Regions from separate parts of the Mus musculus genome. Here all the other regions are linked to region 5. Evidence: chromatin contacts called from public Hi-C, HiChIP or PLAC-seq and Micro-C data. All regions are on one chromosome and are shown on one strand. The core of a region is the stretch at or near the end of the contact, and the rest is flanking DNA. Distances in the headings are between cores, read along the strand shown. Region 1 overlaps Cyyr1 (cysteine and tyrosine-rich protein 1). Region 2 holds the start of Mir155hg (Mir155 host gene (non-protein coding)). Region 3 overlaps Cyyr1 (cysteine and tyrosine-rich protein 1). Region 4 has its middle 40 kb from the start of Gabpa. Region 5 holds the start of App (amyloid beta (A4) precursor protein).

Region 1 (3,705 bases), core at 1,109-3,608, 350 kb before region 5:
CTTTCATAGTCTCTGGTGAAAAATCTGGTGTAATTCTGATAGGCTTGCCTTTGTATGTTACTTGACCTTTTTCCCTTACTGCTTTTAGTATTCTATCTTTATTTAGTGCATTTGTTGTTCTGATTATTATGTGTCGGGAGGAATTTCTTTTCTGGTCCAGTCTATTTGGAGTTCTGTAGGCTTCTTGTATGTTCATAGGTATCTCTTTCTTTATATTTGGGAAGTTTTCTTCAATAATTTTGTTGAAGATGTTTGCTGGTCCTTTGAGTTGAAAATCTTCATTCTCATCCACTCCTATTATCCGTAGGTTTGGTCTTCTCATTGTGTCCTGGATTTCCTGGGTATTTTGAGTTAGGATCTTTTTGCATTTTCCATTTTCTTTTATTGTTGTGCCGATGTTCTCTATGGAATCTTCTGCACCTGAGATTCTCTCTTCCATCTCTTGTATTCTGTTGCTGATGCTCAAATCTATGGTTCCAGATTTCTTTCCTAGGGTTTCTATCTCCAGTGTTGCCTCGCTTTGAGTTTTCTTTATTGTTTCTACTTCCCTTTTTAGGTCTAGTATGGTTTTGTTCATTTCCATCACCTGTTTGTATGTTTTTTCCTCTTTTTCTGTAAGGACTTCTACCTGTTTGATTGTGTTTTCCTGTTTTTCTTTAAGGACTTGTAACTCTTTAGCAGTGTTCTCCTGTATTTCTTTAAGTGATTTATTAAAGTCCTTCTTGATGTCCTCTACCATCATCATGAGATATGCTTTTAAATCTAGGTCTAGGTTTTCGGGTGTGTTGGGGTGCCCTGGACTGGGCGAAGTGGGAGTGCTGGGTTCTGATGATGGTGAGTGGTCTTGGTTCCTGTTAGTAGGATTCCTACGTTTACCTTTCGCCATCTGGTAATCTCTGGAGTTAGTAGTTATAGTTGACTCTGTTTAGAGATTGTTCTTCTGGTGATTCTGTTACCGTCTCTCAGCAGACCTGGGAGACAGATTCTCTCCTCTGAGTTTCAGTGCTCAGAGCACTCTCTGCTGGCAAGCTCTCTTACAGGGAAGGTGCGCAGATATCTTGTTTTTGGACCTCCTCCTGGTCGAAGAAGAAGGCCCAAAACAGGGCCTCTCTCAGAAGCTGTGTTGCTTTGGCAGTTCCCAGAAGCTGTCAGCTTCTGTGGTGCAGACTCTCACCTGTGCAGACTAAAATCCTAAGTTCCAGGGAGTCCTGGAACCAAGATGGTGACCGCTGCTCCTGAGGCTGAGGCCGTCTCCCGAGCCAGGCGGACACCTGTCCTCTGGTCCGGATGGTGGCCGGTTGTCTGCGGCCCGCCCAGGCTGCTGCCTCAGCGGCTCTGTGCTTCTGCCCGTCCCAGAAGCTGTCCGGTTCTCTGGCGCACCCTCTAACCTGTTCAGACTAATTTCCTAAGTTTTGCTGAGTCCCGGAACCAAGATGGCGACCCTGAATTTATTTTCAATGAAACTATATTAGTTCCACAAGTTTATGGAGTTCAGTAATTGACATATGCAGAAGACATGCAGTGGTCAAATCCAACCTACTGTTATCCATCCACCTCCCACTTCGCAACCTATGCAACTGTTAATCTATATAAAAGATGATTTTCTTGTTGTAGCTTCTACATGGAAATGTGGTTTTATTCTGGTTCATTTGCTTAAGGCATGCATCCTAGCTCTGTCCATGCTGGTACAGATGGCAGTATTCTGTTCTTTTTTAATAGTTGAATAGTGTTCTGTGAGTGATACTTTATCATCACCTATTCATTCGTCAGTCTGTCCATCCATTCATCGCTAATTTCATATCTTAGTTAAAACTAATGATTAGAATTAATCTAAGCACATCCTTTGTATCTAAACCTTCTACTTTAAGATTGTAATATTAAAAAATATCCATTCTTAGACTAGCTGGAGAGGCCTCACCTTTACTGGATAACAAGACATTTTTGGGGGAGCTTCATATACTTCATATTGGTTGAAGTAAAATGAAGTTATAGAAGAAAGATTATGACCGTTGAGATGCAGGAAAAAAAAATGCCCTTGGAATTCTCTTGTTTTCTTAACCTCATTGACCCTCCCTTGAAAGTAGTTAAAAGGGAAATAAAGAATTTGCTTCTGGATCCTAAAGGGCTGGGTGATATATTTATACATGGAAGCAATCAGCAGGGATGTATGCATTTTTGTCAGTAGTAAACATATCAGACTTGGAAAATATCTGGACTAAGGGAGAAAAGAAAACAAGTACAGAGCAGAGTGTCTTCGCCAAGAGAGTTTGGAAAGCTGGAGGCCTTTCGGCGGGGCTTAGCCTGCTGAGGGGATTTCCCGGGCCTTCCTCAGTGTCAACAGAAGAGTAACATCTGCTACTGCCACCTGCTGACACTGGAGCTTCCCTGCCCCCGGGAGCACCCTCAGCCTCAGGGAAGCTGTCCAGCTGCTCCATCAAATGTGATTATAGATTGCCGACTGGAAGGCAGCTCAATAAGTGTTGTATCCCTCTGCCCAGAGATTGCCAAAAAAGTATACCACAGCCCCCAAAGCCATGCCTCTTAGATTTACATGTCTGCCATGTTACCATAGGCTGACCGGGGAGTTAGAAGAGGGTCTCGGAAACAGGGACAGGTCTGAATAATGTTACCTAATTCTTATTTACGAAAAAGAAATAGCACATGGAATAGCAAATGCCGAGAGGTAATGATTGGCTTCACAAACAGATTCACTGTAGAATTCTAGTTAATTCCCCTTTCAAAATTTAATTCCCAAGATTTCTGGCATCTGTTTTGAACATGCCTGGCTCTTCTCTACTGGTACATGAATAATGGATGTACACAGCAGTGTTCTGACGGCAGCGCATCTCAGCAGTGTGATCACAGTGATCTATAGATATGAGTGTGCCTTTGCATGTAGCAGTTCAGAATGGTCCTGATTAGGCTTTTCAAAAATTATGCTAATTAGCAGTTCTCTCCATAAAAACCAGTGCTTATAGAACTTACAGGGCTGTTAAAGAACAACAGTTTGCCTTTATTTATTGTATATAATGTACAACCATGGTAGTCTTCAGACAGAAAACATATCCACTAGTAACAAATAAAAAAACAGATTGTATGGCAACTCAGAGCCACTGGTTATTCCAAGGACTGAGATTGATCATGTCTAGAACAATTTCTTTTCATTCATCTTTTTGGCTTCGTATAGTCAACTTATTTTACATTCCATGGCGTATTTGCCGTTTTTGGTTTTGTTGTTTTTGGGTTTTTTTTGTTTTTTGTTTTTTTGTTTTTTGTTTTTTTTTTTTGAGCTTGTGTGTGTGTGTGTGTGTTTGAGACAGGGTTTCTCTGTATAGCCCTGGCTGTTCTCACTTTGTAGACCAGGTGGCCTCGAACTCAGAAATCTGCCTGACTCTGCCTCCCAAGTGCTGGGATTAAAGGCATGCGCCACCACTGTCAGGCTATTTGCTGTGCTTATGATAGTTTTGTTTCTTCCTTTTTGAGTGGAAGCCTTGGTTTTGATTCTGAGCGAGATGGAGAAAGCACATTCTGCCCCAAGCTACCACTGAATGCAGCTCTCAAACCTGGACAGGGTGTGTACAACAGCGACCCTGGGCTATGGCTACCTGGCAGATTCAAGACAAATTTAGTTATGCCTAATTAATTAAGGCCTTTGCCAGGTTTCTTCCTCTGTTTAATCCACAGTAGACCAAACATAACCCAGGT
Region 2 (3,703 bases), core at 998-3,497, 460 kb after region 5:
CAACGGGGTGAGTTTTGGATTGGCTTTAAGACATCACTGTGGGATTTTATTACCTTACAAAGAGTTGTTCATCTCCAGTGAGCTGCACACCAACCTTGTAAAGTTTCATCCGCATTCATGAAGAAATGCGTAGGAAACGTGGGTCTCCTTACTACACAGCTTTACTGTGCAGCTAAAGCAGTAAGCTTGAACCCAGATTTGGGTTTCATTTCAAATGTGAATATTTGAAATTAAATATTAATTAAATTAAATATTTATACCGTGTGAGGAATATATAGGTAGCCCTCAGGAATGATTTGTCATGTCACTTTTTAATACTTCATCTTATTTTCTTAATTTTTTGATAAGGCATTTTTCTGTGTAGCTAAGGCTGTCCTGGAGCTCACTCTGTAGACCAGGTTGGCCTTCGACTCAGCCATCTGCCTGTCTCTGCCTCCCGAGTGCTGGGATTAAAGGAGTAAACTACCAACAGCTGGCTCATAGATTTTAAAAAAATCATTCAGTGTTGACTCAGTTTTTCCTTACCTAGCCCTAAACTCTAACACTAACCCTAAATTTTTCCTTACACTAAAACACAAGAGTTACAAATTTTAAATCAAAGTTGACTAATACATTGTAATGTGGAAAAAATGCCAATTCCAAGTCTTACAAGAGGTATTCCAGACAATCCTAGATGTCAGTCGAGAATGGCCGTCCTGAATTTTAACTACAGAAATATAGAAATGTCCTTTTTAGTGCATTCATTTTGTATTCTGGTTGAATCATTGAAGATGGTTATGAACATAATTTTGAAATAAAAATGATACAAGTTTCACTTTCCATTCAAGATAAAAAATAAACATGTGGGCTTGAAGTTGAGATGTTGTTTAGGATACTGCTGATCTATCTTTTAAATGACATTTATCGTAACACTTACAGTGGACTATCCTAGTAACCAGGTTATGACTAGCACATTAAATGATAGAGTCTGACATCTACGTTCATCCAGCAGGGTGACTCTTGGACTTGTCATCCTCCCACGGTGGCCATTTGTTCCATGTGAGTGCTAGTAACAGGCCTTGTGTCCTGTTAATGCTAACAGGTAGGAGTCAGTCAGAGGCCAAAACCCCTATCACAATTAGCATTAACAGCATACAGCCTTCAGCAAGCCTCCAGCAGCCAGAGGATAAGGGATATGCAACTTAAACCACACACTTCCCCTTCCTGGTTTGCAGCACCTGCAAAGAGAAAAAGAAATAGTTGTGTGTACGCACACAGTTAGTTATAAAGTAGAGTGAACGATTATGAATCTGAAGGCAAGGTAGACTTCAGCTTTGAAAGAAAAGAGCTCTGAAATGCTTCTAAGTAAATTTTGGAAAATTTTTGTAAGGTTTGCAATTTAAAAACTAATTATAAAATCAAACTTTAAATTCTGTGGAAATATTTGAATACATGTATCATTTTTAACACAGCCACGGTTCATAGTTCTACAATGCTGAAGTTCAAAGGACACAACTTCAGTTCTGGGTAATATTCTGACGTACATCCCACAGGTCACTAGGCAATTCAAGAAATCTCAGATATTTAGGATGGTACTTTATGATTTTTGAAAGTTAAAACTCAATGGATGAACCCATTTTGATTCTATAAATAGTAGTTGCGATTTTCACCTTATTCGTTTTTCTTTTTCTTCAAGATAGGGGGTACAGCCAGGGCAGGTCTGCCCTGAAAGGTATCTGAAAATGCTCCTGTTGTCCTCCAGTGATTCCTTTGGGGACTCACAAACCGGTGGCTTCAGTTTGACCCATGTAAAGGAAGTGCGCCTTAAAGAGCTCTGACTCAAGGGACTTGTCTCCAGCAGAGTGGTTTAGAAAAAGAAAAAAGATGAATTTGCTGTTTCCTGTTAGAGTTGGATTTTACTCTCTCAGATAAAGTGACATTTCTCCCACAAGTTTCTGGTTTCAGTGTTACTGTACGCGAACCTAGAAGTTCAAGCATCACTCAAGTCTGTGGTTCCCTTTAGGACCAGAGGGGAACCACCTTTTCTTTTCTTTAATAATGAAACCAGCTAGATGTAGAAATGTGATTAAGTTCAAAAGAAATGCATCAAGTTAAAAATTCCCCAGTGAATATATTTTGACAGGGCAGAATATCGTGGCTTGGAAATTTCCAAACCAAGGAAATATATCATACTTACTGATAGTATTTCTTTTTTAAACTTTGCTGTTTTCTCAGATGAGCTGGTTTCATGAGGAAAGTCTGTGAATTACACAGTTTCAATCTTGGATTTTATTTCAGCCAAAAGAAAGACTGTAATAATACCTTTTCTCTTCATAGTGCATTGAACTCAGTAAGTCCTCAGTAAATCTATTAAGATTCTAGTGTTCTACTTCATGCCATATTATTGACCCATTAGGGAGAATATATGCAACTGTGCATGTGTGCATGAGTGCCTACATAACCCCATTCCAATTTAAGTAAATAACTTATCTATAAGTTCTGTTTCTATCCTTTAAAGATACCATCTGAATAAAGGTATTACCAAGAATATATTTAGTATAGGTAGCCAAGGTTGCCCTATATAACCTAGGCTGGCCTTGAACTCATGACCTTACACTTCAGTCTCCCAAATTCTGGAATTATAGCCATATACCACCACATCTGGCTATATATATATAGCCATATATACATATATATGTATAGCCATATATACATATATATGTATATTACATATATACATACATGTGTGCACACATACACACCTATCTATCTATCTATCTATCTATCTATCTATCTATCTATCTATCTATCTATCTATCATCTATCTACATGAAAAGCCTAGGTTTGATTCCCAAGTACCACATACATGGACACTGGTGCAGCCTTTGATCTCAGGACTTGAGAGATGGACTTAGGAGGATCATGAGCTCAGGGCTGTTCCCAATTACTTATCACCTCTGGGGTCAGCTTGGGCTATATTGGACCCCGTCTCAATAAATAATAAAATATAATGTTAGGAATTGCTATTGCAATCAACTCTTTTGACCTTAGGTAAAAATCTCGACCAACCTTAAGCACTATATTTAGTTCAGACAAATCGTAAGTCCAGGTCCCATTCACTATGTGGCATATCACCATTTCTCTGTGGTATAGCCTAAACCTAAGGACATTCCAGGAGAATATAATTAGACTTTTCTTCAGGATAATATTTTGAGGTATAAGGGAGGCATAGAATGTCACAATCTGTCTAGTCTTGCTGATTTGCCAGGGAAAATGTTATCAGCTAAGGTACTCAGAGAAGAATATGTCCTATACTGGATCTTTTTATTTTTAGTAATTTTTTTGTGGTAACACACACACACACATGTATCTCACACATATAACACACACACACAGACACACACATACAGAGTAGGGTAGATGAACTTTTGGAGCTGTAAGAAAGGGCATCATATTCATACTCATCTTCAACTTTCATCATATACATATACACACATATATCTACATACATACATACATACATACATACATACATACACACATATACATACATACATACATACATACATACATACATACATACATACATACACACACATATACATACATACAAACAAACTTTGCCACTGTAACCAGTTTTAAGTTTCTGATTGAGTTATCAAAGACATCTGCATTCATTCCCACCTTTTCTCTCAAATGACTCCATTTGTTTTATGAGGGTCTC
Region 3 (4,102 bases), core at 55-2,554, 300 kb before region 5:
TTGATTAAAATCAGACTATTAAGAAGCAAGATGGACAAGTTTGTGCCCTGGCCTCCCTGCGCCTACTTCCTTAGTCCAACTCTTCTTGTTTTCCCTATAAAAGATCAGAGCACACATTCTGCAGAGCAGTTCTCTTTGAGAGATTTAAAAGTAAAAATCTGATAGACTAAATGCAGCCTAAAAATTCATAGCCACACAGAAACACCTTAACCTTCTACTTTCCACCATAAGATACATGTTACCTCCAGGCTGGGTAACATTTAAATGCTGGGATTATTCAAAAGCTTTGTTGCCTGAGGATAGCAGAGGCTTACATAGGTTTTGGAGAGTTTGCTTTGATGATTCAAAGACAGCCATCGGTGAATTTTCTGCTCTTGAACCACCCACCCTTCCCCAATCTCTTCCATGGCACAATGCTTTTGTCAAGCTGAACCTCTTGTATTCTTTCCCAAGATCATTGGGCGATTGATCCTTTTATTAGATGTTCTGCATGTAATCTACCATCCATGAGTCTACACTCTGATCCATAGTTGGAGCCCTTCCCTTGTTTCCTTTCCTTCTCAGTGTCAGAGTCTCTAAAATGTTATTGAAGGTTTTCCTAATCTTCTCACCCAAGAGCCAGCCTACAATTTTGGTACTATCAACTCCACCAGTCTACAGTGTACATGAACACTTGCACCTATGCTTGACAATTATCTAGCTTCTGCTTCTGATCCACTCTCCTACCACTCCTCCTTTTAACACTGTGGTTCCAAACAGCAAGCTTGAATACAGGTTAAGTAACGCAAGCTGGGTCACGCAGGATAACCCAGGCCTTGGCTAAAAGTATTGATCTAGAGATTGGTCTCTGTCCCTAGTTGGCTAGTCACATTCCTTTTATAGAACTGTTTCCTACTGAAATGAGACAAGATAAAAATAGTGTTTTTGTTTTGTTTTGTTTTGTCTCGTTTTTTTTAAGTAGATAATAGTAAGATATGACCTCAGGATCAATTTGCATTTAGTTATATCTGTCTGTCCTGAGAGAACACGAGACAGTGTTCTGGGGAGAGTGGGTTACTTTATAAATAACGTTAATGAGAATGATACTAGATCATAGGAAGAAGTCAAAATGGCAGCCCCAGTCCATCACAGCAGGCTGGCAGAGGTGACGCTGTGAGCAAGACAAGGAGAGAAGTGTGGCAAGGTATCAGCTGCCAGGTCTGGGCAGCCCCCAGCTCAGAAGAGTGGAATCCAGAGGATAAATATAGAGCCAGGCAAACCATAGGCAGGAGACAGCCTCAGTAGACAGTGATCCATCACAGGTTTGTCTAGGCACAGACAGGGTCCAGAAAGAGCATCACAGCTGTTGGGGAGAGTGGCCAGGCTTGAATGTATAGTCAGTCCAGCTGCTGGCAGATCCACCTAAGCAAGTTCTGAGCAAGGCTCACAGGCTCATTATCCCATTAAATCCATCACCTGCCCCTGCGGTTCTTTCGGGCTGCATCAACTCAAGCCTGGGGGCCTTATTAGACCTTTCAGCTTTAGGCCATAAAAGCCTGCTGCTGCTTTGGCAGGGAGATGACTGTGAATGTGAGCGTGGATTTAAAATTCTCTACCCTGCAGTCAGTGGAAATAGAAACATGCCAAGAAAATAATAATACTGATTCTCCTCGTCCTCTTCCGCTTCCTCCTCCTCTTCCTCCCCCTCCTCCTCTTCCTCCTTTGCAAATCCCTTTAATGATTTCACTTAGCACTTCACCCCTAGGGAATTTTTAGTAACTGATTTCTGTTATTCTCAGAATAATAACATTTGGGGAAATCAGATAGAGTAGTATTTTTAGCCTTCACTGATATTTTATTCACAGAACAATAGTAATAACTAATCCATTTGGCATCGCAGTCTTTAATATGATATTCACACACAGACATACATATATAGCTAGCTATAGAGAAAATAATAAGAATATAGTTCTGAGACCCTATGATTATTATTGGAAATTATGCAAGACCTGAAAACAGTTCTCCATTAGCTTGTTTTCCAATGTGTATGTGCTGGCATGTATATATGTGCACCGCACATATATATGAAGGTGTCTGTGGAGGCCAGAAGAGGGCTGTTGATCCTTGACATTAGAGTTGCAGACACTTTTGGGTTTGGGGAACTGAACCTGGGTCCTCTTCGAAAGCAGTAAGTGTTCTCGTCTGCTGAGGTATGACTCTGAGGTATGACTCCAGCCACTTGTTTTCCTATTCTTGCAATAGTGTGATGATTTAGTAAAGCATCATAGAAGAAAATGTATTCACTCCCTTTAAGTTAGGCAAGTTGAAATTTTATTAAATTATCTATCTTATTATAAATTACTAAAATATTCTGCTAAAATATTGGCTTTGAAAGATATTACTGTAATACGTTGCTCAAAACTCCAAGGTTATTGGGAAATTAGAATATTCTAATGGGAGATTGTGTCATACTTTATTCCTTTTATGTCTGTATCTTACTTTCTTCTGCTGTTGGAATAAGATTTTTTTTCATTGCCCTGTCATTTCATATATAGATTATCATAAATAAATTGGACCATTTAATATTTCTTTCCCTAAGAAAAGATTGAACCACTTAACTCACTGGTAATTTGTTATAATAAGAAATGAACTCATTTTAAATTTATTCTTTTTAAAATCCAAGCACTCTCTTCGAAACAATTTATCTCTGGCTATCGTTACACAGGACTTTTCTCCAGCCATGCTGTCGCCATCATGACTTCATCATGACTTCATCATGACTTCATCATGACTTCTCTTGCAAAAGATCTCCATGGCTAGGCTTATTGCCCGCTTGGCTTTCCCTCATCCAAGGAAAAGGTGGAAGGGTTAAAGCGCCCTTATCCAAATATAGGGCCCTCTGCCCAGCCAGCTGACGGCAATCTACCCTAATTGCACGTGGTCTCTGGGAGGAGCCAGAAGTGAGTCAGCCGGGAAGAATGAGGGGGAAAGCTCTGTCTACCCCCCCCCCGCCCATCCATGCTGGTTTCAGACCCTCTAGTGTGGCTTCTTTATGGTCTCCCAAGTTCCTCCCCATTATCACTTACTGATTACTCTAAATTGTTTAGACTCATTGGTTCCCCCAGTGAACTCTGGTGTTATTGTTCTGTGGTTTGTCATGGGGACTTAGGAGGAAGGAGCTCTCGCGCACACACGTGCACTCGCGCGCGCGCGCACACACACACACACACACACACACACACACACACACACACTTAGAGAAGACTCTCACAACTGCTATGTAGTTCTTAGAAATTCTTATGTCTGTGTGAAAGGCTTCTTCTAACAGACATCATTGCTGATGCTTTACAGTTTCACGTGGCCCTTGCCTTTTTAATGGCTTCTCTTTACTCATCTGCCTCACAGTGATTGATGTCATTAAATTACCACGCAGAGTAATCATAAATATTGTATTATGATATGTATTTGAAAATTGAGTCATGTCAGAGAGGAGAGGAACTATTGCACAATTTCTTCATATTTACTATTTTACATAAATATCACTTAATGGAAAAATAGTGTCAAGATGTCTGTACTAAATTGCCGTGGTGAAGCTGAGCTTAGGAAAGAAAGTGCATTATAAATATTATCAAAACAATGTATTATCAGACTTTACTTTACACAGGGGAATCTATTTTGGGAGTAGAAAGCATTACCTCTAAGCCTTGTTATAACCAAGTTTCCCGTTATCATTAGAGCTCCTAAAATACACTTGCAGTCTTGACTATAAAATGTCATTTGTTACAAACCCTTAATCAATTATTTTGCTTTAAGGGTTTTTTATTTTTGTTGGTGGTGATGGCAGTGGCTTTTGTTTTGTTTTATTTTTTCATTACCAGCAAATGGCCAGCATCTACTGGTAGAAATAAAGAATGGGCGCTTGATAACTACACGAATATGCATTGTTTCTTTTTCTTTCTTTTTTTTAACAGAACAAAAAAAGAAATATAAGAGTTTCTATTCCTCTTTTGCACACACATATTAATACACACACATGCACGTACTACTAGGGATTGATCGCGGGGCCTCCCCCATGCTAAATTGCTTTGCCTATCTTACCTAAGCTCAGCCTTATTTTTAAGTT
Region 4 (3,788 bases), core at 414-2,913, 300 kb after region 5:
AGACAGAGGCAGGACTTTAGGATTCGTGGGCAAGGGGACCTACAGAAGGATTGAGAACTGCCACGACAGGAAAGAAGAAGGACGAGGCCTAAGAAGTGCAGAAGAGAGAGCAGGGAAAAAAAGCCCCAGTCCCTACCCCCACCCATTGGGTCTAGGACAGTAAGTGTAACTCAGGGATATTGGGAAGTGTAGCCATGTGGAGTTCTGGGAGTGACCCAGCCATTGAGCTGTTAAGGCACATTAAACAGTGTGTGTGTGTGTGTGTGTGTGTGTGTGTGTGTGTGTTTGTGTCTGTGTGTCTGTGTGTGTGTCTGTGTGTGTCTTTCATTCAGGAACCCAAAACATTGGGGCGAGTATCGAGAAACACGCCCCTGCCTAGTCGATTTGAGAGGTTAATTGACAACTGCTAACAGTTAGTGACCAAAAACAAACCATTTTCCTGTCACTACCCCTAAATGGCACCGTTAAACAATCATTTACAGAGTGCTCACAACGTTCTATGTATTAGTCTAGAGGCGACCTAGGGAGTTTGTGCTTGTGTTATATGCAAATTCTTGCCCTATGAGTGTTGCGCACCCTCAAAGTCCGGTGCCTGTGTCTGGAGTCATTCCCCATGGACAGCAGAGGACAGTCGTCTGGAGGGTTGCTACAAGACTATCCAAGATGCAGGTGTCTTTGGCACAAACCCCTCCTCAGGCTTCTCTCTTGGGCCACTGAGCCTCATCAGCAGGGTCCTCCAGCCTCTTGACAGGGACGTACATGCTGAACACAGTGCTCATGCTCTGGCAGAATTCCAAATGAATGCTGTTTCCATGGGGAGCACCGTCGTCAACTCTCGGATTCCAAGGCTGTGTTGTGTGTTGCCTCCATGCCTAGAATTCCCTTCAACTTCACCCAGACCCTTCTTCCTTCAGTGGAGCCATTCAACACCTCGACAGGAACAACAGAATTTTAAACAGATAAAATCCTCTAAGTTTAAGAAGGAGGAGGTGAGGAATAACTGCCCACTAAGCCAAGGTTTAAACGTGAATAATACTGTGTTCATAAGAAAACAAAAAATCACCTTTCGCACAAAGCGTGACACCAAGCACTGGTCTCTTAAACGAGACCCTCCTTGGAAATGATATCCCTGCGGAGACAGGTTTCATAACAGACAACATTTGTGTAGCTTCAACTCCATCGCTTTGTATGTGTGAGCAGCGCAATATGCTCTGCAGGGAGTGTGAAGGAATACATCTGTTTACCTCCTTGCACAGCTGAGTAAGATCTGAAAAATATGTTTTCCCATTTCAAAGGGGAGAAAAAAAAACCCAGGGAGTCCTTGTTGATGAACAGTTTTTAGTTACATAAATTTCTTTACCTTGCCATTTAGACTACATGTGTGACTACCAAAACAGCTGGCGGGGCTCAAGCACACACTGTTTATTTTGGAGCTGTGATGCGGCCAGGCAGACATTTTTAATCCTAGAATTTTCAGCCACTTTGAACTGGGGTAACTGTTCTTAATAAACAACCCTGGGCTTGCTTCGGACTTTCCTGTCGTGTCCTGGTGACATGGAGGGAGAAGGATTGGACCTCAACCCATTGCTGGAAAGGTAGCCTGCGGCTTCCCTCTACAACTGTCTGCCAAGCTCAGATGCCAGCCAATGAGCTCCAACGCAGGGAATCTGCGAGTGACTGCAATATGACACAGGCTGATTTAGTGACTTATGCGCTGCGTCACTGCGAAGGCCAGTGATGCCGACCACCTGCAGAATCACTACAGCTTAGTCTGTACGTTTGTTGTGCCGGCTCATCAGCTCAGGCACAAGCGTTCTCCCCGTCACTGAGTCCAAAGGAAAACAGCCGCCACCACACATTTATCGTCATCTCCAAAATGTGTCCCTGTCCTTTTGCTTTGGCCACGCTTTCCGATTTGCATCCTTCTTCCTCTCGCGTCTCGTGCCAGCCGAGGATGCCTTAGCCACAGTGACCTCAGCTGGAAAACTCTGGAACTGGGACCTCGCCTTATCCCAGAAACCTCACTCTCATGGTTTCATTTTTATTATTTAGACATATAACTCAATAATAGTAGCCAGATAAGCAGCATACAAACTCCAGTTGAATTAGGGGAGAAGGGCTTATCAAAAATTCAATAGAAAGAATAAAAATAATTTTAAAGGTGTATGTGAGTGGCCATGAGATATGATTAAATACTTTGAGACATTTATTGATGAGCATGTGAAATTGATCCCTAGCCTTCTGGTTTTTAAAAGTGGATTTCTTTTTAAGAATCATGACACAAATTAATAGCCAGTTATAGTACTTTCAGATTGTATTATTTAATGCCTCAAAATTACCACTTTTCCTCTGCAGCGGTGGGAGCATGGATCCTGTGTCTGCTTCCTGAGCTTCATTCAAGTATGCGTTTTCAGACATCAGTAGGCTGTGTCCTCAAGGCAGTGAGCCAATAAGTGTGGGAGAACCTTCTATGTACCCCCTCAAATGGTACCTGATAGCTGTGTTCTATGTTCTGCAAACTCTGTTTTTTAAAAAGATTGAATGATTGATTGATTGATTGATTCATTCATTCATTTATATGTATGAGTGCTCTATCTGCATGTACACCTGCATGCCAGAAGAGGTCATCAAATCCCATTACAGGTGTTTGTGAGCCACCATGTGGTTTCTGGCACTTGAACTCGGGACCTATGAAAGAACAGCCAGTGTGCCTAACTGCTTAGCCATCACCCAGCCCCTCTGCAGCCTCTCAGAGCCCGGTGGCCAGTAACCTTTCCCCTAACTGTGTCCTGGAATCTCACTCCCCAGAGCACAAAGCTAGGATACATTTGGGCTTTACCTCATTAGTCCAAACTGTCTCAACCTCCTGCTGAGTGCTGCCTGCTATCAGCCCGTGAAGCTCGTGCCAACATACTAAAATCCTACCTGTGGATCAGCAAGATGGCTCAGTGGGGAGGGATGCTTGCCACCGAGTCCAATGACCTGACTCACATGGTAGATGAAGTTGTCCTTTGACCTCCACAAACAGGCATGTAGCAAGTGTACACACGCGCACAGACATACACACTCACTCAAGAGCATATGCAGGGAGACCTAAAAACAAACAGTAACTGTTTAAGAAAAGCTCCTACTTGGTACTGATGTGAAAGAATTCCAAGACTCGGGCTTTAAAGACTTGTCACCCCCACCCCACCCCTGAAACTTACGGGTAAACAACAACAAAGGAAACGAAGTTTTGTCATACTGAAAACTTACTTCTTAAAAACAATTTTCTTTCAATTTTGATCTAGACATCTCCACACATACCCAATCCCAAAATCTCTGATGAGAGTGGAGGTGACTGTTATACAGGCTGCCTCCCTACTCCCTCGTTCTCTAAGATAGAGTCTCACTATGTAATCCTTGAACTCAGCCATCTGTGACTGACTCTAAGCGCTCCAGAGGATCGGAGAGGTGTACTATCATACTTGACGTCATTCTTAAAAGTTGGCTGTATACAGTTTCCTCCTGCTGATGTGTGCGTGTGTCAAAAGTGAGCCACTTCGGTACATACATAATACTATTTCTGTCTCAAATCAATAAGTACCATTTTGTAAGGAATCGAAGTTTTCTTCTAAATTTTTACAATGGTTAAAGCGACTAGGCAGTTTTCATTGGTAAATTCTATCAGAGATTTAAACATTGCCAGCATTAAATGAAAGTTACAAGAGACTAGAAAAGGACATACTTCTCCTGAGTTTTGGGATCAGCAAAGAATACAAGAAAAGAAAATTGCAGGCCAGTATCCC
Region 5 (4,236 bases), core at 1,325-3,824:
GTTATGTGTGTGTCTGTAAGTATACGTGTGCCTATGTATATGTCTGTGTATATATGTGTATGTCTGTAAGAGTATGTGTGTCTGTGTGTGCATGTGTATGTATCTGTAAGTATATGTGTGTCTGAAGTGTGCATATGTGTGTGTGTGTTATAGGTGTATGTGTGTGTATGTCTGTGTATGTGTGTGTGTTTAAGTGTACGTGTGTCTGAAGTACAGATATGTGTATCTGTGTATATGTGTGTGTGTGTAAGAGTAAGTGTGTCTGTGTGTATGTCTGTCTGTGTGTATGTCTGTTTGTATGTATGTCGGTAAATATATGTATATATGTGTATGTATGTAAGAGTAAGTGTGTCTGTGTGTATGTCTGTCTGTGTGTATGTCTGTTTGTATGTATGTCAGTAAATATATGTATATATGTGTATGTATGTATGTATGTATATGTCTGTGTGTGTAAATGTAGTGTGTTTGAAGTATAGATATGTGTGTGTATGTGTAAGAGTATGCTTGTCTGTATGTCTGTATGTATATATGTGTGTATGTCTGTGTGTGTATGTGTATATGTGTATGTGTGCATGTATGTACATGCCTATGTGTGTGTGTGCGCGCGCATGTGCATGCTTGTTGTAAGTCATCCTTAGGTGATGCTCTGGATGCTGAAGCTTTCCACTTTTTTTTTTTTTTTTTTGGAGATAGGATCTCTTTCCTGGCTTACCTTACCCAAGAGTCTGTCTGTCTCTCTCTCCCTCCTAAGCAGGTGCTAGCATGGCTGACATTTTTATGTGGCTTCCAGGGGTGGAACTCAGGTCCTCGTGTTTAGATAGTAAGTACTTTATTGACTGAGCTACCTCCCTATCCTTTCCTTGGCTTCTGTAGGAAATGAATGCCATATGTAATCAAAGCAAACGTTACTTAGCAAATATTTGTTGTTATTTGTTGAGGACCTTCAGAGGACAGACATTCAGGACAAATACAAAAAGGTATCTGTAGAGTTGGGCAGGTGGTATGTAGGCATGTTGATAGATGAGTGCTGACTTCTCAGAAAGGAAGAGGTGGAGACCTATCCTCCCACCACACTTACAGGGGATTGGATTCCTTGCTGTGGGAAAGAAAGAGCGGGCCTTCTAGGTTGCTTTCTATTGCAGAGTTATAAAAAAATCACGATCCTAAGCAACTCGAGGACAGGGCTTATTAGCCTCACGCGTTCTGATCACAGTCTAACGCGAAGGGAACTCAGAGCAGGAACACAGGGCAGGAACCTGAAGCAGGAACTGGGCAGTGGCAGAAACTGCTTGTTGTTTTTTTCCCTCCTGGCTTCTTCAGCCTGCTTCCTTACACAAGCCAGGACCACCTGCTCAGGGCTGGTCTCCCACATCAACTAATAAGAAAGAATATGCCCCACAGGTTTGCCTGCATGTCAGTCTAATGGAGGCATGTCTCTCAATTTAGGTTCCCCCTTCCCAGATGACCAGAGCTCATGTCAAGTTATTAAAAAATTAAGCAGCAAACACATCAGGTAAAGGAAAAGGCTGTGGCCTCAGAAGCCAGGAATGCATTTGGTATTACCTTCATCTCCTTCCACTAGCCTAGGGAGAGCCAAAAGCTTGGCGTCTGAAGCCACATTAGGTCGGGAGGGTGGTGGTAGTGGGAGCATGTCTGGATGGGTCTAATGTAATTTTAACACTGGGAAGTTTGTGTTTAATCTAGGAGAAAATGGTTTTACGGAGGTTCATTTCACTGGATAAGGGCAGATCCAAAAAAAAAAAAAAAAAAAAAAATCGAGAGCAGAGTTCCAGGAAGAAGTCCTGGGTGATGGAGGTGGAGGAAAAAGAGCCATCACTCGGTATCTTTTCTGGCCTAACTTTGATCTCTTCCCCATCTTAGATTTTTACCTCCCTGCCTCCTTCAATCCCAGATGCCGGTCCCCTTCTCTGAAATTATCCACGTCAAGCAAATATGCAATGATAATACATTTAAAAACCCACTTCCCATCTCCAAACACGGAGAAAAATGGGTCATTCTGCATCCTGTGCCCTTCTCTGGTACATTCTAAAGACAAAAATTCCAGATTGCAGTGGCGTGAAGGGTGACCTCCTACCAAAAGAAAAAGAAAATAGAAAAAAAAAAAATCCTGTTTCTTTTGCTAATGTTCTCGGCCTCGCTCCACCTCTCCAAATAGAGAGAACGAACTGCGGATAAAAATGCACGCATCGCAGCCTTAGCTCCTCAACCACATTTGGGAGAGGCCTGCGGGGTCGGGTGACTCAAGCTCGCGCGGGGACGAGCCGAGAGCGCTCCCGACTTCCCTGGAACCTTAACGTCCTACGGTTCACCTTCTCCCGATTGCGGGGTCCTCTCCCTGACCCAGATCACTCCCCAACTTGGTTCCCAGACCCCATCGGGAGCGCGGCTCCCCTTAGCCCAAGACGCCGCACCTGTGGGCTCTGGGTCGCCTCCCGCTGCGCTCGGGCGCAGCTCCCCGAGGCTCCGCTAGGGGTCTCTGTCGGGTGGCGAGCCGGGTGGGCGGGATCAGCTGACTCTGCCGGCTGCGAGCCCCGCCGCCTCGCTCCAGCTCTGTCAGTTTCCTCGGCGGCGGGAGGCGAGAGCACCGGGAGCAGAGCGAGCGCGGGGCCACCGGAGACGGCGGCGGCGGCGCGGACACAGCCAGGGCGCGGCGGATCTTCCACTCGCACACGGAGCACTCGGTGGCCCACGCAGGATCACGATGCTGCCCAGCTTGGCACTGCTCCTGCTGGCCGCCTGGACGGTTCGGGCTCTGGAGGTGGGTGCCGCGCCTTGGGAACGAGACTGGGGAGGCGGGCGCCGGGAGGACGCGATCCTCCCCACCGAGGAGCTTGAATCTCGAGACGTGGGGGGCTGTCACGGGTAGACCGCTCCTCGCCGCCCCCGCCTGCGGGCGCCCTGCGCTTCGGCGGCTCTGGCCCAACCCTGCCCGGGGACGCGCTGCCCGAGCGATGAAGAGGGAATGGGTTAGGGCGCTGGGGTCCCCATATCCGTGCCAGCCTAGGGCTGGAAGGCGAGGGGACGAGCCTGAACGCAGACCCTGACTCCTCCCTGCGTTGAGAGCTGGACTCCGGGATGCGAGAGACACCCAGTTCGAGGGGGAAGGGACACGTGTGGAAAACCGAAAGCGTAGCGTCTCAGGATTCAGTGCCCTGCGAGGAAATCGCCGCCCTTCCCCTTCCTTGGGGTCCTGGGTTGGAATGGGGGCAGCTCTGGATGCTGGGGAGCGCCTGGCTCACACTCCCTTCCCACCCCCGCCTGTCTTGACTGCGAAGCTGGGCTTTGCTCCTGGCGGCCGCGGGCGGCGGCTGCCTGCGCAGCGACCCTCTCCCGAGTCGGTGCGGGGTCGCGCACCGCCGCCTTCCTTTTGCAAACTTTGTGCATTTTCGTGTCTCCCTTTTGTGTAAGTTCCAAGTGATGGGAGGGATCGGAAAGTGCGGCCACCCGGCACCGTCCCTCAACCTGGACGTCCAGGACTCTTCAGTGCACCTCCAGTTTCTCCCTGAGTCTGAGAAGGTCCCCGGGAACAAAAGCCGCGACACCCCGCCCTCGCCGTCCAGGGCGCGGTGGCGGAGCCCTGGTAGTTGGTGCGCCACCGCCGTTCCTTTCCCCGAGCTGCGCGTCTGCCCCCGAGGGCCTAGAGGTGCTGCTAGGGCCCCGCGGTCTCCCACCCCCGCATCACCACCACCTACTGGCAATCCTGTGAGGGACTGCAAAGTCCTGAGAGAGAGAGAGAGAGAGAGAGAGAGAGAGAGAGAGAGAGAGAGAGAGAGAGAGAGAGAGAGAGCGAGCCGGGAGTGAGGCGTGCGTCTGGGAAGGGCAGTGCCTGGTGGTGGGGAGGCTGAGGCTCCAGGGCATCAAAGGAGGCGTTTGTCTGATTAAGGTGCGGCCTCCTATGGGGCAGATTTGGGAACTCTAGCTTAGTCACCCTGGGGGGGACACAGGATGCTGGGGAGGGTCCTCAGGGTTCCTTTTTTTTTTAAAAAAAAAAAAAAAGGGGTGCAGATAAAAGGATTGAATAGGGTGAAGATTAAGACGGAGAAGATGGCGCCTCTGCAGTGCAGCAAAGAAAAGCTGTGTGGAGGCTGCAGCCTGTGAAATCCACCCACCACTAGGTGTATAACAAGTCTTCCCCATTCATCCAACTCTCCAGCATGCAGCACAAGGCTTGTTTTCCTTTTTATCCAGAGATGCCTGGAAGTTGTTTGCGTGGCA

Evidence for each region. Hi-C and Micro-C count contacts between places; a contact is called where the count stands out from the background. HiChIP or PLAC-seq counts read pairs in DNA pulled down with a chosen protein or histone mark.
Region 1: a contact with region 5 is called in a Hi-C map of the N1E-115 cell line, with 4 times the contacts expected there. The contact joins the enhancer-like site here to the promoter of App in region 5. A contact is called at or near these places in 3 of 39 promoter capture datasets (3T3-L1-derived adipocytes and liver), 2 of 484 Hi-C or Micro-C datasets (the N1E-115 cell line and cortical neurons) and 4 of 115 datasets of contacts at active chromatin or transcription factors (embryonic forebrain, embryonic hindbrain, embryonic midbrain and 1 more).
Region 2: a Micro-C map of embryonic fibroblasts shows a contact between it and region 5, with 6 times the contacts expected there. The contact joins the promoter of Mir155hg here to the promoter of App in region 5. A contact is called at or near these places in 3 of 39 promoter capture datasets (embryonic stem cells, liver and pre-B cells), 3 of 484 Hi-C or Micro-C datasets (embryonic fibroblasts and embryonic stem cells) and 2 of 115 datasets of contacts at active chromatin or transcription factors (bone marrow-derived dendritic cells and embryonic stem cells).
Region 3: an H3K4me3 HiChIP or PLAC-seq map of neural tube shows a contact between it and region 5, with 2.9 times the contacts expected there. The contact joins the enhancer-like site here to the promoter of App in region 5. A contact is called at or near these places in 7 of 39 promoter capture datasets (the 3T3-L1 cell line, 3T3-L1-derived adipocytes, cranial neural crest and 4 more), 3 of 484 Hi-C or Micro-C datasets (B cells, cortical neurons and forebrain) and 9 of 115 datasets of contacts at active chromatin or transcription factors (craniofacial prominence, embryonic forebrain, embryonic hindbrain and 5 more).
Region 4: a contact with region 5 is called in a Hi-C map of forebrain, with 5 times the contacts expected there. The contact joins the enhancer-like site here to the promoter of App in region 5. A contact is called at or near these places in 2 of 39 promoter capture datasets (hippocampal neurons and neutrophils), 11 of 484 Hi-C or Micro-C datasets (the N1E-115 cell line, cerebral cortex, embryonic stem cells and 4 more), 9 of 115 datasets of contacts at active chromatin or transcription factors (bone marrow-derived macrophages, embryonic basal ganglia, embryonic forebrain and 6 more) and 1 of 9 other capture datasets (adipose tissue).

Annotation. Positions count from the first base shown.
Region 1 is chr16:85,527,079-85,530,783 of GRCm38.p6, reverse strand. All of the region lies in intron 2 of Cyyr1 (cysteine and tyrosine-rich protein 1), which reads left to right. Among named protein-coding and RNA genes, the nearest start is that of Cyyr1, 21 kb to the left of the region's middle. Within about 2 kb of position 2,358, at least 6 of the 459 cell types and tissues checked have an H3K27ac peak or open chromatin away from gene starts, as enhancers often do. A contact at or near this core is called in the N1E-115 cell line, where this site is marked.
Region 2 is chr16:84,711,567-84,715,269 of GRCm38.p6, reverse strand. Mir155hg (Mir155 host gene (non-protein coding)) reads right to left here and starts at 2,247. Exons shown (of 2, transcript NR_132106.1): 1 at 2,177-2,247; 2 at 25-1,217. Mir155 (microRNA 155) reads right to left here and starts at 1,130; the gene lies at 1,066-1,130.
Region 3 is chr16:85,472,148-85,476,249 of GRCm38.p6, reverse strand. The region is part of intron 2 of Cyyr1 (cysteine and tyrosine-rich protein 1); the gene reads left to right. Among named protein-coding and RNA genes, the nearest start is that of Cyyr1, 76 kb to the left of the region's middle. Within about 2 kb of position 1,304, at least 4 of the 459 cell types and tissues checked have an H3K27ac peak or open chromatin away from gene starts, as enhancers often do. A contact at or near this core is called in neural tube, where this site is marked.
Region 4 is chr16:84,873,251-84,877,038 of GRCm38.p6, reverse strand. No RefSeq gene overlaps it. Among named protein-coding and RNA genes, the nearest start is that of Gabpa, 40 kb to the right of the region's middle. Within about 2 kb of position 1,663, at least 34 of the 459 cell types and tissues checked have an H3K27ac peak or open chromatin away from gene starts, as enhancers often do. A contact at or near this core is called in the N1E-115 cell line, cerebral cortex, embryonic basal ganglia and 3 more, where this site is marked.
Region 5 is chr16:85,172,045-85,176,280 of GRCm38.p6, reverse strand. App (amyloid beta (A4) precursor protein) reads left to right here and starts at 2,574. Exons shown (of 18, transcript NM_001198823.1): 1 at 2,574-2,779. The coding sequence starts at 2,723.